4 separate regions of the Mus musculus genome follow, and regions 1, 2 and 3 are each linked to region 4. The links are chromatin contacts, called in public HiChIP or PLAC-seq and Micro-C maps. All regions are on one chromosome and are shown on one strand. Each heading gives the region's core, a stretch centred on a gene start, on an enhancer-like site or on the middle of the called end of the contact. The rest is flanking DNA. Distances are from core to core; before and after follow the strand shown. Region 1 overlaps Mrc2 (mannose receptor, C type 2). Region 2 holds the start of Tex2 (testis expressed gene 2). Region 3 holds the start of Ern1 (endoplasmic reticulum (ER) to nucleus signalling 1). Region 4 holds the start of Ace (angiotensin I converting enzyme (peptidyl-dipeptidase A) 1).

The links. A called contact is a pair of places that touch in the nucleus more often than the background predicts. HiChIP or PLAC-seq counts read pairs in DNA pulled down with a chosen protein or histone mark.
Region 1: a contact with region 4 is called in an H3K27ac HiChIP or PLAC-seq map of extraembryonic endoderm stem cells, with 15 times the contacts expected there. The contact joins the enhancer-like site here to the promoter of Ace in region 4. A contact is called at or near these places in 5 of 39 promoter capture datasets (the HPC-7 cell line, cranial neural crest, hippocampal neurons and 2 more), 6 of 484 Hi-C or Micro-C datasets (Th2 cells, bone marrow-derived macrophages, cerebral cortex and 2 more), 11 of 115 datasets of contacts at active chromatin or transcription factors (differentiating embryonic stem cells, embryonic basal ganglia, embryonic forebrain and 7 more) and 4 of 9 other capture datasets (adipose tissue, embryonic stem cells, liver and 1 more).
Region 2: a FOXA1 HiChIP or PLAC-seq map of pancreatic cancer cells shows a contact between it and region 4. The contact joins the promoter of Tex2 here to the promoter of Ace in region 4. A contact is called at or near these places in 1 of 39 promoter capture datasets (maxillary cranial neural crest) and 2 of 115 datasets of contacts at active chromatin or transcription factors (embryonic stem cells and pancreatic cancer cells).
Region 3: a Micro-C map of embryonic stem cells shows a contact between it and region 4, with 2.5 times the contacts expected there. The contact joins the promoter of Ern1 here to the promoter of Ace in region 4. A contact is called at or near these places in 1 of 39 promoter capture datasets (embryonic stem cells), 1 of 484 Hi-C or Micro-C datasets (embryonic stem cells) and 2 of 115 datasets of contacts at active chromatin or transcription factors (embryonic stem cells and pancreatic cancer cells).

Annotation. Positions count from the first base shown.
Region 1 is chr11:105,350,325-105,353,783 of GRCm38.p6, reverse strand. Mrc2 (mannose receptor, C type 2) reads right to left here. Exons shown (of 30, transcript NM_008626.3): 30 at 2,639-3,459. Among named protein-coding and RNA genes, the nearest start is that of Mrc2, 59 kb to the right of the region's middle. Within about 2 kb of position 1,288, at least 69 of the 459 cell types and tissues checked have an H3K27ac peak or open chromatin away from gene starts, as enhancers often do. A contact at or near this core is called in adipose tissue, extraembryonic endoderm stem cells and kidney, where this site is marked.
Region 2 is chr11:106,611,135-106,614,405 of GRCm38.p6, reverse strand. Tex2 (testis expressed gene 2) reads left to right here and starts at 1,476. Exons shown (of 12, transcript NM_198292.3): 1 at 1,476-1,548.
Region 3 is chr11:106,485,635-106,489,082 of GRCm38.p6, reverse strand. Ern1 (endoplasmic reticulum (ER) to nucleus signalling 1) reads left to right here and starts at 1,287. Exons shown (of 22, transcript NM_023913.2): 1 at 1,287-1,466. The coding sequence starts at 1,407.
Region 4 is chr11:105,966,028-105,969,362 of GRCm38.p6, reverse strand. Ace (angiotensin I converting enzyme (peptidyl-dipeptidase A) 1) reads right to left here and starts at 1,415. Exons shown (of 25, transcript NM_207624.6): 1 at 1,118-1,415; 2 at 289-456. The coding sequence starts at 1,381. It overlaps Gm11651 (predicted gene 11651), which reads left to right. Exons shown (of 3, transcript NR_104047.1): 3 at 2,787-3,335.

The sequences.
Region 1 (3,459 bases), core at 39-2,538, 620 kb after region 4:
CTGATTCTGATGGGAGCCAAAGACTGAAGTCAGCAGTTCCCTGAGGCCTCTTGGCAACACCCTCCTAAGGAAAGTCAGGCCTGCGGGAAGATCTGGGCACTTTCTTCTCATGCTGGACCCTCTTCAATCCCTCATTTGTCCTCTTCTGACTTCCCTGAGTGTCTCCTTTCTGCCTTCCCTCACGATGCTAGTTCTTTACCTCAGGTCTGCCAGAGACTCCTGCCCCACTGGTCCAGGCAGCTTGACCAGGTTTGGGCGGCTCTGTTCCAGGATAGCCATGTGGTGAGGCTGGCTGGCTCCTTGCCCCTGTGGCCTCAGAGAGCTGCCCACTGGGCCAGGCCTGCTCTGCCAGGGTACCTGGGAGGAGGCCATCTCTGCTTTGATAGGAGATAGGGGAATGCTGTTCTCTGGAGAGCTGCCCTGTCTTCCCATTCATTCATGGATTCATTGAGCTGTCACTGAATATTCAGGTGCTCGAAGCTGGGCCAGTTCAGACCTGCAAGGGAAAGCTGGGCTCCGTGCCTGGTAGACAGTGCCCTTCGCTCAGGCCTGGGACAGGTCTCAGGCCATCTGCCACTCAGCAGGCTCCGCAGAGAACCTGGCACACAGAAGAGATGCTTCGTGGTCAACTGAACTGAGCCCCACCAGAAGATAGAAGTCCTTGTCACATGTTCTAAAACTAGAACTGGCTGGGAGCCAGAGGGCAAGTGGCCAGGTCCAGAGCCTTCTTCCTGACCACTCAGAGAACTACGGGAACATTCCCTAACTCTTCTGCAGGAAGGCTTAGAACATACTCTCTGGGGAGCCCCCAGGCCTAAGAGGCTGTAGGACAAACTTGGATTGAATGTGGCCTCTGGCAAGACTCCAGTCACCAGAGAAAGAAAAGGAAAAATTAACTTGTCAAGGTTTGGGGAGTCAATTCATGCTTGCCCTGGAAGGGTGAGGGCCTGGGTTCGAATCCTCAGCACCCACATAAAACCCAGGAGCAGCAGCTGCCTATGCTCGTAACTCTTGGGGGTACAGATAGGTAGATTTCTGGGGCTGCTGGGGTCAGTAGGCTTGCTTACCCAGTCAGCTGCTGGCATGCACATGCTCTCTCTCTCTCTCTCTCTCTCTCTCTCTCTCTCTCTCTCTCTGTCTCTCTCTCAAATAGATGGGTGGCACTGGACATTTGGAGCCTCATTCCTTCAACTACTCAAATGACCCAATAGAGCTCACACTGCTTTTTACCACGCTGCTTCCTTCTCTCTCAGGGCAATGGTCACTGGCATCCCTGCCCTCAGAGCCGCTCCCAGCAGCCTGAAGAGCAACCCTTGAGCCACAGCTAGTAGCAAAGCACTCGACTCACAAAGGGGCTACTCTGGCCTCTGTTTGGAGAGCAAATCACTTGAAGGTAAAGTGGGTTAATCATTAAGGACCTTACTTTGGATTGACGGTCCCTTCCGTCCCTTCCGGAATGCCTGGCCTACCTATCTCCCATGGGTCTTGTGAGAGCTGCAGAGTAGGGACAGCTGGAGGAGCCCACACACACACACACACACACACACACACACACACACACTCAGGAATGCAGCTCACGGACTCTCTAGAGTTCTTCTGTCTTGGGCGGTCCCACCCATTCATCCTGCACATCTGATCCCGGCAGAAAGCAGCTGATCTGCTGTCCCCCTGGGCAATCCAGATCCCATGTTTCCTAGTGGCTTCCCCCAGCCTGAATCAAACATTGGAAAGAGACTCGGAAAACCATCATGGCAGGAGCGTCCAGGGTGGATGGGCAAGGGAAGGAGCGAGAACATTCAATGGGTGTCTTTATGTATTCTTTTCACTCCTTTAGGCTCTGAACCACATGACCACACTGCCTATCCAAAACAAGTAGAACTAAGATTTTAAAAGTCCTGGACAGGGTAAGCCTGAGAACGCACAACGCCTCTAAACCACCGCTAGTGTTCCAGGCCAAACCAGCCACCATCTTCTGAGGTCTTAATGATTGCAAGGGCTTCCTCTGCTTCCCCTCCCCCATCTCCCATCCATTGTCTGTGTCCCTTACCGCGGTTACAATGAACTTGTTAAAGATCAGATCAGCCATTCCCACTGGCAGCCTTCCTTACAGTATCCACCATGCCACTGCGTCCTGGCCTGCACCCACTCAGCCACACTCCTGCAGTCACCCTGTCGGTCCTCTGAGACATTAGGGACCCTCTGCTCCCACTCTGGTCCAGGTATTCATATTGCTCACCCTACACACACACACGCACACACACACACACACACACACACACACACACACACACACACACAATGTAATAAAAAAAAACTTTAGAAATAAGAGTAGCAGTTAGCATTTATGGAGTGCTTACTGCATGCACTCAGAGGCACTTGGTAAGGACACTCACCACATCCTTAAGCATCTTTCCGACAGCCCAACCCTAGGAGATCCTCTACGCCCTATTCAAGCTGATGGGACAATGAGCTCAGGTGCCCAAGTTCACACGCTTGTAGGCAGGGACGACTTGTCTCCTGAGGAGAGCCAAAAGCTCAGAGGCAAAATGGCAGGCTACAGAAACAACTGGACAGAGCTGCCATCTGTCCCTACAGGGCTGCGGGGGTCAGACTCTGCAGAGAAGGAGGCACAAACGCTGACTTCTCAAGCCTCTGGAAGGTTTTTATTTGTTTGCTATTCTTTTTCTCTTTTTCCTTCTTTAAAAAAAAAAAAAAAAAGACAAACAATAATAGCACATTTCGAGAATCAAGAACTACAATAGAGGGTCCGCTTTGAGTTTTTGTTCACATCGTCCTGCACTGGGACACGGGGACTGGCACTCTCCATCCTGGCTGGGACTCTCCTCTGGAAAAAGGTGCTGAGTGGTTCCATGAGTTGGTCTCCTAGGCCACACCAGATGGTAGCACCTGGTGCTGTCCCAGGTTACAGCCTCACCAGCGCCCCTCCCCCTCCAAACCATCTTCCCTCTCTCCAAGCCAGAGCCAGAAGCCGGAGACATTAGGGAACTTATTTTGGTCCCCACAGGGGACTCTTTCAAGGACAGAGCCCTCCCCTGACCAGCAGGAGATGACACCCTGTGAGTGGATAAGGTGTCTCTCCGAAGTTCCATCTCTACTCCAGCAGACACCACACCGGTGCCCTGGTTTGTACACCTGAGCCACCTAGGCTCCCTCCTGCCATACCCTAGGTCCATTCCAGCAGGCACAGGAGTGACAGATGCTTGGCCAGCCTCTTCAGCTGACCCCCACCCAGAGAGAAAGAGAGAGAGAATGAGAGAGAGAGAGAGAGAGAGAGAGAGAGAGATCACCCAAGTCCCAGGGCCATGGCTCAGAAGGAGGCACTGGGTGGAAAAAAAGGCACGAGGGCAGGGTGAGGAGACAGAGCTGATGTAGCCGAGTAGGAGAGGTGACAGAGAGCCACCCCAAGGGACGGGGCAGGCTTTCCAGGCCTACAGATAG
Region 2 (3,271 bases), core at 227-2,726, 640 kb before region 4:
TCAGTTCGTGCTGTGTCACATGCAGGGGGCCAGTCTGAGCTCCTTTTTGGTCTCTAGGTTTACTGACTAGCAAGTCTCCCAAACATATCATGGATTTTGATTGTACAGAGGAATCTAGCTTTATTTTCCGCCGGTTGAGTTTTAATTTCACAGCAATGAGAGACTCGAAAGAGTATGGCCCCTAGCCGGGCGTGGTGGCGCACGCCTTTAATCCCAGCACTTGGGAGGCAGAGGCAGGCGGATTTCTGAGTTTGAGGCCAGCCTGGTCTACAGAGTGCGTTCCAGGACAGCCAGGGCTACACAGAGAAACCCTGTCTTGAAAAACCAAAAAAAAAAAAAAAAAGCATGCCCCCCCAGAGCGCCCCCTACTGGAATCTCCTGGGGAAAGAATGTTGAAAAATAAACGGCCCAGACCCAGTCATTGCAAAGTTGAGACATGCTAGAGTCCTCTGGGATGGGCTGATGCTGAAGTTTGGGACCCACTCATTTAGAAGGCAAAGTTGATAAGCAAAGACACTCTCACAACCTGCCCCTGTGCTATGAGGGACCTGCGGGACCTGCCTACCCTCTGCCCCCTCCACCCCTCCCTTTACCCTGTAAGGAACTGATGGGTGTAAAAATAGCCTCCACCATTCCAAGCACATTTTAAGCGAGAACTCATTTTTAAAAGTCACCTTCCTTTATCTGGGCCCTAGACACGATCCCTCTAAGGTAAACTTATGTTATCCAGGTGTAGTGGTGTATGCCTATAGTCATAGCGGTAGAGGCAGAGGCAGGAGGCTAAGAGTTCAAGGCTATCTTCAGCTACATATCAATTCTGAAAACAGCCTAGTCTACAGGAGACCCTGTATTAAAAAAAAACCCAAGATCATAATATATGATATATTTACGTCACACGAATTCTAGGCGCTAATTCTACTAATCAGTTTGCGATTGGTTGTTACGGTCAGGTGTGGAGGAGGAGCTCAGACATCCAGTTTCTGGAACTAGCAGGGATTGATAAAGTCCGACGTCCTCCTAAGACCTCTGTTCCTAAGAATCTGCCTAGCCAGACAGTTTCCCTCACGGCTTGGAGGCACTTGTTGCTAAATTGCAGGAAGAGGAAATTAAGAAATGCAAAGAGCTGGGGAAAGCGCCTCAGTTTCAATTGGGAGAGTGCAACGCTCGCTCCTCCCACTGGGATTCTGCCAGGTAACCCGCAGTTTTTCGCGGCCTCCCCTTCTTTCCAGTCCGCAGCGCCGCAGCCCCTTTAACAGCCCTGACCGATCGCTGGCCGATCCTCCAGGCCCGTCGCGGGCGCGCGGCACTGGCTGGATTGGTCATGTCTGGTGCGCGGCTGGCCCCGCCCCCTCCGCCCTGTGGTTGGGCGGTGGGGGCCGCGGCCGCGGGGCGGGTCCGCCGGCGGGGCGGGACGGCCGGTGCCCGGGGGCGGGCGGGCAGCAGCACGGCGGCCCCAGCCAGAGCCGGAGCTGGAGCTGGAGCAGGAGCCGCGGCGGCCGCCAAGTACGGGCGCCGGTGTAGTAGGATGAGGCAGCCAGCGGATCCGGGGTGAGCGCGCTCCGGGCCAGGTGGGGCGACGGGCGGAGCAGGCCCTGACTGGGTGGCCCGGCTACGGGACACCGGCAGCTCCCGCAGCCGTTGGCGCAGCGGGGCTCGGTCCCTTCCACACTACCAGGGCTCGGGACGCCGGCATGGGTGGCCCCGGGAGAGACCTTCCCTGCTTGGGGGCCGGGCAGGGCGGAGTCGCCCCGGGGCGGGAGGTGCAAGCCGTCAGGTCCCAGCCTAGCGTCCGCGGCTCGGTGTGGGTCCGGGAAAGCAGCATTCACACGCTCGTTGAAGGAAAACACTTGTCACCTCTGTGCGTGGGGCCCTTGCCGTCCTCCGCCCCCTGGGCCACCGTGGGAGAAGCTTGGGAATGGAGGAGCGCGGTTACTTTTGCGCGAATCTGTCAGTGGCTGTCGGCGCCTCGCTTGTTTTTCTCCCAACTCCTGGCGGACACCGGGGACCGAGGGGTGGCTTGTGTGCTTTCAAAGGGAGGTGGCGGCGTACCAAAAACCGGGGAGATCGGAAGGTTAACAAGTGACATTGGGCTGAGGCCTAACGCTAGCTGCCCCGCTGGGAGCATGGAGATGACGGTGGTGGAGACCGGGGGACCGATGCAGGGACAGGAGCTGCCGGCTCCATTGCACCACATGCCACTCCGGAGTGCCGACTCTACGCGCGGGAGTTGGTGCAAGGGAGTTTTTCCCCCACTGAAAAACGATTTTTGGAAAACTTAGCCCCTCAGTGGGTTGATGGTTACCTAAACCATCAGTTGTTATGGTTACACGGCATCAAATTTAAGGGCAAAGTCTGTTAAACACCCTCGCTCTTTTTTTTCCCCTTAGAGCTAAGGAGTACTTACTTTGTCATTAGATTTCATAGATGAGGAGGACATATTTTTTTAGAGTTAAAGGAAAAGTGTGACAACCTGAAGACACAGGTTGTGTCCTGTTCCGGTGTGAGGTCCAAATGTCTTGACACCATTGCTCAATTGAGAGGAATTGTCTTTTCAGGAGCTAGATTAAATCCAAAGAGAAAGTGAATTGTATGTGGAAAATAACAAGGGAAACTGAGGGACAAGTGATCTCTGGCGCTTGGGGAAGGGAGTTTGAAGGGTCTGGATTTATTGGCCGGTGAGAAACGTTTCTGTTAGCTTTTCCCAACCCTTAAATGGTTTCAGTATCTTTTCAGAGTCTTCCAAACAGATAAATGTCTTCAGGCTACGAGAATGAAGCCAGAGTGTGGCTGATCTTTGCTCCTTGGGCTCCCAGGGAGGGGACATGAAGGCTTGGAGAGGGATAGAGGAGGGCTCTGGGGGACTGCACATCCTTGTACGTGTGTCTTCAGGAAAGGAGATGAGCAAGGAGATTCAGATTAGAACGTGGAGGTGATGAAGTTCACTGACAGGTAGTAAAGGATAGGCGAGGAAGGACAGTTTGGGCTGAGTGGCGAGAAGTGAGAGCTGTAGCCGATGCTAGACCACTAGCCGATGCTAGACCACTGTATGTGATTAGAGGTTATGTTCTTAGACTGCTTCTAGGAAAGGCAGCAAAGGTTAGGCTGCCCCCAACCTCCTATGTGTGTGTATGTAGTATGTGTGTATTATGTATGTATGTATGTATGTATGTATGTATGTATTTTGAGAAAAGGTCTCTCATATCCCAGGTTGGCCTTGTTCCTAGCTGAGATAGACATTGAATGTCTGATCCTTTTGCTGCCAGTTCCTGAG
Region 3 (3,448 bases), core at 38-2,537, 520 kb before region 4:
CTATCATATACTACCTCTTTGCGGTTTTTTCCCCCCCTAGGATAACCTTTTCTCTTCAAAAACCTGAAAATTCCAACGGGCTGTCAAAGGAGCAAGCCAGGGGAAACAGAGAATTTGCTCCGGTTCTCCCGTGGCCCCACATAATCTGGGTTGGCTTCAAACTCACTAGGTAGCCAAGGATTACTTAGAACTTCGGATCCTGTCTCCACCCCCAGGGTGCTGGGATTTCAGGTGTGAGGCAACACATCCAATATTGGGAGGGCTGGAGATGTAGCCCAGTACCTCTCTCGCAGACTATGCAAGTGCTGTACCAACAGAACTACACTCCCAGCAACTCCCTTTTTCTACTAGAATAATAAGCTACTTTTTCCTTGAGCACTGAATGTTTTGTCTTTCCTATTATAAACAAGTTCTCCCTCTTCCAACTCAGAGGAGGGCAGCTTGGGACCCAGTGACCAAACAACTTATTGGGCTCATTAGTTCTGATTAATAATCCACACCCTTAAATAGACCTTGGAGTCCTCAGCCCACCTCCAAAGAGTTGTGACACATGTCCTCTCAAGCTTCACCAGGCCACATCTACAAAGGTCACATAAACACATGTGACACGAGAGGCCCGCATGATTTCCTTATAATTTTTGGTGAATGAGTTGGCTGTTGTTCATCCCGAGAGGAACGGATGGCTGCTGGACATGACTTTCGGGGAATTCCTGAGGGGCAAGGCTAGGGAAGAAAGGGGCCTTCGGGCTGGATGAGGCACAGCTGGAGGACCCTCGTCAGTGAACTCTAAGGCTGCGTCTCAGGGTCGAATTTCCGCCAGCTGCTGAAACCCTTGCTCTGCTCTAGAGGTCGCTTAGACAACCCTTGTAAGTGGTGGCCGGCAGCAGGGAGACGGAGGGTTGTGGGCAAGCCTGGCGCCTCGGGTTCTTCATCGGGCGAGTGGGACTTCCTGTGGGGCAACATGTCATTTTCCCTTGGCTTGCGAACAAGCTTCTTCATTCAGAAGCACAGCGTCCACAAATACCCAAAGCCAAGAGTTGGTCTTCGGCTTCTAGCGCCCAGGATAGGAGGCAGCTAGAAGCTAGCACCGCGTTGGCCTCTAACCCCACCCTCCCACTCTTACCACGCCCACAAAACAACATAGGCTCCTCCCCATCCAGGCAGTGACTCCGCCTCTCACAGCCCCCGCCCCCGGGACCGCCCTAAAGCCCGCCCCGACCGGAAGAAGCCGGGACACAAGGCACTTATAGGGCTGGGAATGGGGGTGTCGCCGCCGCCCAGTCAGCTCCGTGTCCACCGATCCTCCGCCGGTGCCGCGCTGTCGTTGCGGCGCCCCCGTCCAGCCCTCTGTTCGCGCGGGCTCCAGAACCGGCCGGCGGGGCCCGGAGTCAGGGCCACGTCCTGCCATGCCGGCCCGGTGGCTGTTGCTCCTGCTGGCGCTGCTGCTACCGCCGCCCGGCCCCGGGGTGAGTAACCAGGGGAGTGCGGTGCGGGGACGGGCCGGCTCGCGGCCAGAGGAGAGTCGCGCGGTGGCGGGGGCTGGCGTCCGAGCCGGGCCGCAGCGGCGGGAGGCCCGGCGCCTGGGCTGAGGCAGCTGCGGGAGGCTTGGCGGTGGGAGCTGCGTCGGCCGGCCACACACTGGCGTCCGCCTCCGGAGGCGCCTCCGGGGCCAGCGCGGCCGAGGCAGACCGCGAGCGGCTCCACGGCCCGGGACGCGCGCGACTCGGAGCTGTCTCCCAAAGGCCGGGCCCTGGGCGCGCTGCCCACCTGCCCCGCGGTCTCCACAGGTGGGCGCCCGCACTGCCGCCGTGGCCGCGGATGGACACCCGAAGCCGGGGGAAGCGGGTGGTGGACTGGAGTTTTGAGTCTTTACTCGAAAGTTTTTTGTTTTGTTTTGTTTTTAAATGAGACTTTGGAAAGCGTTTGAAGCCGGGAATGGGCACGGCGTTTTTAGCCAGCCGCCGCTGGTTTCTGCCTACCTGACCCGAAGGTTTCTTTGTATTCGGAGGCAGGGGGCTTCCTACTAGTAATTTTGCTAGACAGTGAAGGTGTCATTAAACAAGTTAAGCTGTGGGCATTGGATCCTTTTAAAGACCCGGTGTGTGGGCCAGAGTTGTACTGCAAAACTTAAAGCTGTCTCACGTGCGGGGCCGTCAGAAACGTCTTCGCTTTTTTTTTTTTTTTTTTTGAGAAGAATATCGGTTTATATTTATTTAACTCTTTATCCACTCAGGATTTGAACACTTTGGCTAAAGAGGACATTTTGTAGGCGGACATGGCTATTTTCATCTTCTGGTTGGAAGAACTGGGGGCTTTAAAATTTTTTTAAAATGCACTTTTCAGGATGTGGGCATGGTACACTTGTGCTGGTTCTATTTAATGACCTCTTTGAAGGTACCGTGTTCCCTTTAATATGGCATATCATGTACCAGGTGTCCTGGTGGAAGACTGACATGTGTGGAGACCCGCGGGCCAGCCGCGGCCAACTCTTTGAACTCTTATGCCTTGTAGGTAAATAATTGTCTGTGCTCTCAGAATAACAAATTAGAATTTAGAGACTACTGAAGTATTAAAGAAGGTCTACTTTTTCAAATTCAAGTTGGTTTGTTTTTTTCCAAACGGAAATTTATATGCGTTTTCTTCATGGTAGACCCTAGGTGTTTTTTGTTTTTTTGTTTTTGTTTTGTTTTCTTCTTCTTCTCCTAATTAAAAAGAAAAGATGTACTTTTCACAACTAGGACCAGGTTTTGAACTTGGGCGCTTCACCTTGGGTTGATTGATTGCTGCCTGGTATCTGCTCACAGATAACGAGTATAAACAGAATGACTGGATGTTTCCCATGGAGCTCGAACGTTTCATAGTTTCCCAGCCGAGGTGGACCCGGTTTCCTTCTGAACAGCTTTGCATTTCTTCTGCTTTTGCTGGATTCTAGTGTTTTTGTCACTCAGCAGCATAGGAGAAGGAGCCAGCAACGATTTAGCTTTAGTTTTAGTTCATGTATTTTCAAGTCCTGCTTAGAAACGCAGACTTGTCAGAGTTCACATAAAAGATTCCAGGCCCTTAGCAAAGGTTGTTTTACTGTAACTTTTTTAGTCGAAAGGTTGGCTTTTACTTTTCAGAATTTTCTTCTAATAAAAGATTTCTTTAACTCCAAACATAGTAAGATAGGATTTTTAAGACCTGAAGTGGAAGTCAGAGCAGAATTCATACTTAGAGTAGACAGCAATGACGCTGGGCAAAGCACAGCAGCTGTTACATCAGATAGCCCAGTCTAACTGAGAACTTGCTAGCTGTATCCTCAGGCAAGTTATTTTTTTTTTTTAGGGACTCAGTTTCCTGATCTGTGAAATGGGGGCAGCTAGTGCGTGGGAGGGAAGGTACTTGCACATACGAGCTGGTGTGTGTGTATTCTCTTCCTCTCCCTGCCAAAGTGCCTTTTACTCCTTCA
Region 4 (3,335 bases), core at 166-2,665:
GCACATCTCTCTTTGTATGTGCAATACAATTCTGAGTATGAACTCCAGGGCCTCACACTAGTTCAGCTACCCGCCAGCTCCCGCGTTTGGCTTTCTACTCCACAATACAAAGTGACTTGTCACACCATGCATCTGGAGGGAAAAGCCCATGAACAGCACTCTGTCTCCCCAGATTCCTGATAGCCAAGGTCCAAACAGACTATCAGTCCCTTCCGGTCTGCCGGGCTGCTTTCCCAACCACAATAGGCACCCGGGGAGCTCAAGTTCTGCCTCCACCCTCAGACCCACCTGCTGCCGCTGGGCCAGGGGCAGATTGGCAGGTCCTAGGGTCCGAATAGATCCGATGATCCTTCGCAGCTTTGAGTCAGTAAAGTTCTGCCAAATGGACTCATACAACTCCTTGGCCTTCTTGCCCCAGACCTCTGCAAACTCCTGGCTGACCAGGGCCGCTTCCTCCTGTGCTCACCAGGAGGGTAGAAAGAGTAGCCCAGCTTAGAAAGAGGCTCAGGTAGGAGAGACTACAGAACTGAGAGAGCAGTGGTAGGCTAAGGGCTTCCGGACCCCTTGTTCCTGCAGAGATCCTGTCCTGGGGATGAGCTTGCAGGGGCAGCACCCCTCCTCCTGAGCCCTCTGGTTGGAAAGTGTGGGAATCTAGTTCAAAGGGAACAATGAAGGAGAAAATTGGGGCCAAAGTAGGGGACAGTGAGTGGAGGGCCAGGGAAAGAAACTCAACAGGAGATCAGGCAAATGCCAGAGGGCAAGGGCTCTGCAGCCAAGCTGGGTACCCTGTACGCAGACAGCCATCGCCCCAACCCTTGATGCCGCTTCGGGAGGATTTTGGCCTCTGAGGAGCCAGCTTCATCCACTCCATTCCTGTGTTGGCTTGGATCACGTGCCCAGCCCGTACTGGAGCATCATTGCCTGTCTAATGCGCAGAGCGGGTGGGAGGGTCCGGCCTAATGGCAGGGGTCCCATTAGGGACCTCAGTGCTCAGGGTTGAGGCTGGGGGGCGGGGGGGTTCTGGCGTCTGCTGTCCGCCCTAGGCGACGGACCGCAGGCCTGTGATTGGCCGCTGCGTCCTGCTGCGCCCCGCCCCCGCCCGGGCCCGGGCACCCACCTGGCGTCGCGCGTTCTCCTCCGTGATGTTGGTGTCGTGCGCCCAACTGGCCACGGTGCTCTGGAACATCACCACCTCGGCACTCGAGTTATAGCTTTCAGCGAAAAGCTGCGCCCCTGCCTCGTCCGGGGAAAAGTTGCCCGGCTGCAATCCAGGGTCGAGTGCCGGGGCGGGCGACGGCTGCAGCAACAGCACCAGCAGCGACAGCATCAAGAGCGGAGGCGACAACGGCCACCGCCCCCGCTGGCCGGACGCGGCCCCCATGGCGCGGTGCGCGCGGTGCGGCGCTGCCCCTTCTCTCGTGCCGCGACCGCCCTGCGGATTATAAAACCCAGCCACCACCGCCTCCCGACACACCCCCACCTCCCCGCCCCTCCGCGCTTCCTCCTCGCTCCAAAGTCCCCGGCAGCGCGAACCCGGCTGATTCCCCGCCCGCCCTGGGCAAGGAGAGCCCTGTGGGGCCAGGGAGCAGCCTGGATGGAGAAATGGGGCTAGATCGGGCTCTCTCAGAGGAAGCTAGAAAAGGGTCCCTGCCCGCTGCAAACACTGCTGCGGCCCAACCGTGCCCTCTGGCCGCCACCACGTAGTCTCAGGCCACAGAGCCCAGCAGGCTTGGCATAACCCTCCAAGCCTTTCCGGGCTCTTGAGTGACAAGGGGGCGGGGGTGGCAGGCTGGTGCCACCGGGATGGACTTAAGGTTGCCAGGTCATGGAGGAAAGGGGTCGCCTGCGTGGGCGCGGGAAGTTTAGCTGTCCTGACAGGCGCCTTGGCTAGGTGCTGCAGATGTCAGCAACCAGTTCACCTTGGGCTTCGGTTGTTGGGATGCCTCGAAATAGAGTCTATTCTGCTCTATGAGGGGGAGCCATAGACTAGGCCATCAGCACTGGCATGCCTGCCCCTACTCTTTGGATACACAGCTGTTCAACTCACAAGAACCATCATGTGTGGTCCCAACAGAGCCCTAGAACCTCGCAGTTGCACGCTCTGAAAGCTAAAAAAAAATGTGCCTTAGAGATTACAACAACCCCCTGCTTTTTAAAAATGGAGAAATTACCCCTGAGACAGATTGGCTTCAAGTCACCTCAGGTCTCCACACTCCCAGTCATTTCCCTGTCTCCTCCACCCGTCCCTCAAAGTGACAGGCCTGGGGGAAGGAGAATCAGGTCCTCTAAATGCATCAGCAGCCTGTGAAGTTAACCTCTGAGCACCAGGGCTGTGCCCCCAAAGAGGTGGGCGGACCCTTGTCCTTGCCAGATGGGGTGATGGAGTTCACATGGGAGATTGTGTGACCTGCAAGGACTCAGAGTGAGACTGTGCTGGCCTGTCAGGTGACTTGCTCCCAAAGAGGTCCCAGGGGACGGGTAGAGATGGAGAAAGGAGGAAGGAGCAAGGGGCCACCTGCTGAGAACTTAGGTGGTCCATATTGCTTGGGCTCCCAGGATTTGAGGGCTGTGGGTTTGTGTGAGCTGTTGTGTTTCTGGAGGAAGCAGGCTGTACTGGTGGAGGGTTAGGAGGGGATTCTGAGAGTGGTACCTATGGAGTTCAGAAAGAGGATCCCAAAGAGGAGGGTGGGTGGGCAGGGGTAAGTACAGGCCTTAGCTTGTATTGAGCGCATCTGATTTGTGTTGTTTGTTTTTCTTTTTCTTTTTTCCCCCTCTGTCAGAAACAGAACTGAAAGCAAGGAGAGAGAAAGACAGGGTGGAGCTGGAGGCCCAACTGTCTCTGAAGAGCTCCTGAGTACCAGGCCAGACAGTGGAAGAGCAGGCTGTGCTTTCTGCTGGCTCATTCTCAGGCCCAGCTGTGTGGCAGTGTGACATCCTCTTTACTCTCCGATTAGGGACTAAGTTCAGGAATGAACAGCTCTGCCTTACAGACGTGATGAAATCAAAGGCTCACTACTGTGATAAAATAATCTAACCTTGCTTACTGATAGCCTGGGTACTTGGAGTCGTCACCCTCCTCCTCCCTCAAGGTGACAATGTATTGTAAGAGCTTGTTGAAGCACAGGGCTTTCCACTATGCCATACTTTTGGGGGAGTGGATACAGACTCTATCAATCTGCTTTATTCTCTGTGGGTTTCCCAGAGCTTAGCATGCACCTGTCACAAAGAAGGGAGCACAAGGGTGACATGAATGACTGGCGTTCGAGCACATGCCCCTGGCAGGGAGCTCCCGGTCTCTGCAAGAGCGATCTATGAAGAACCAAACCCCACCAATT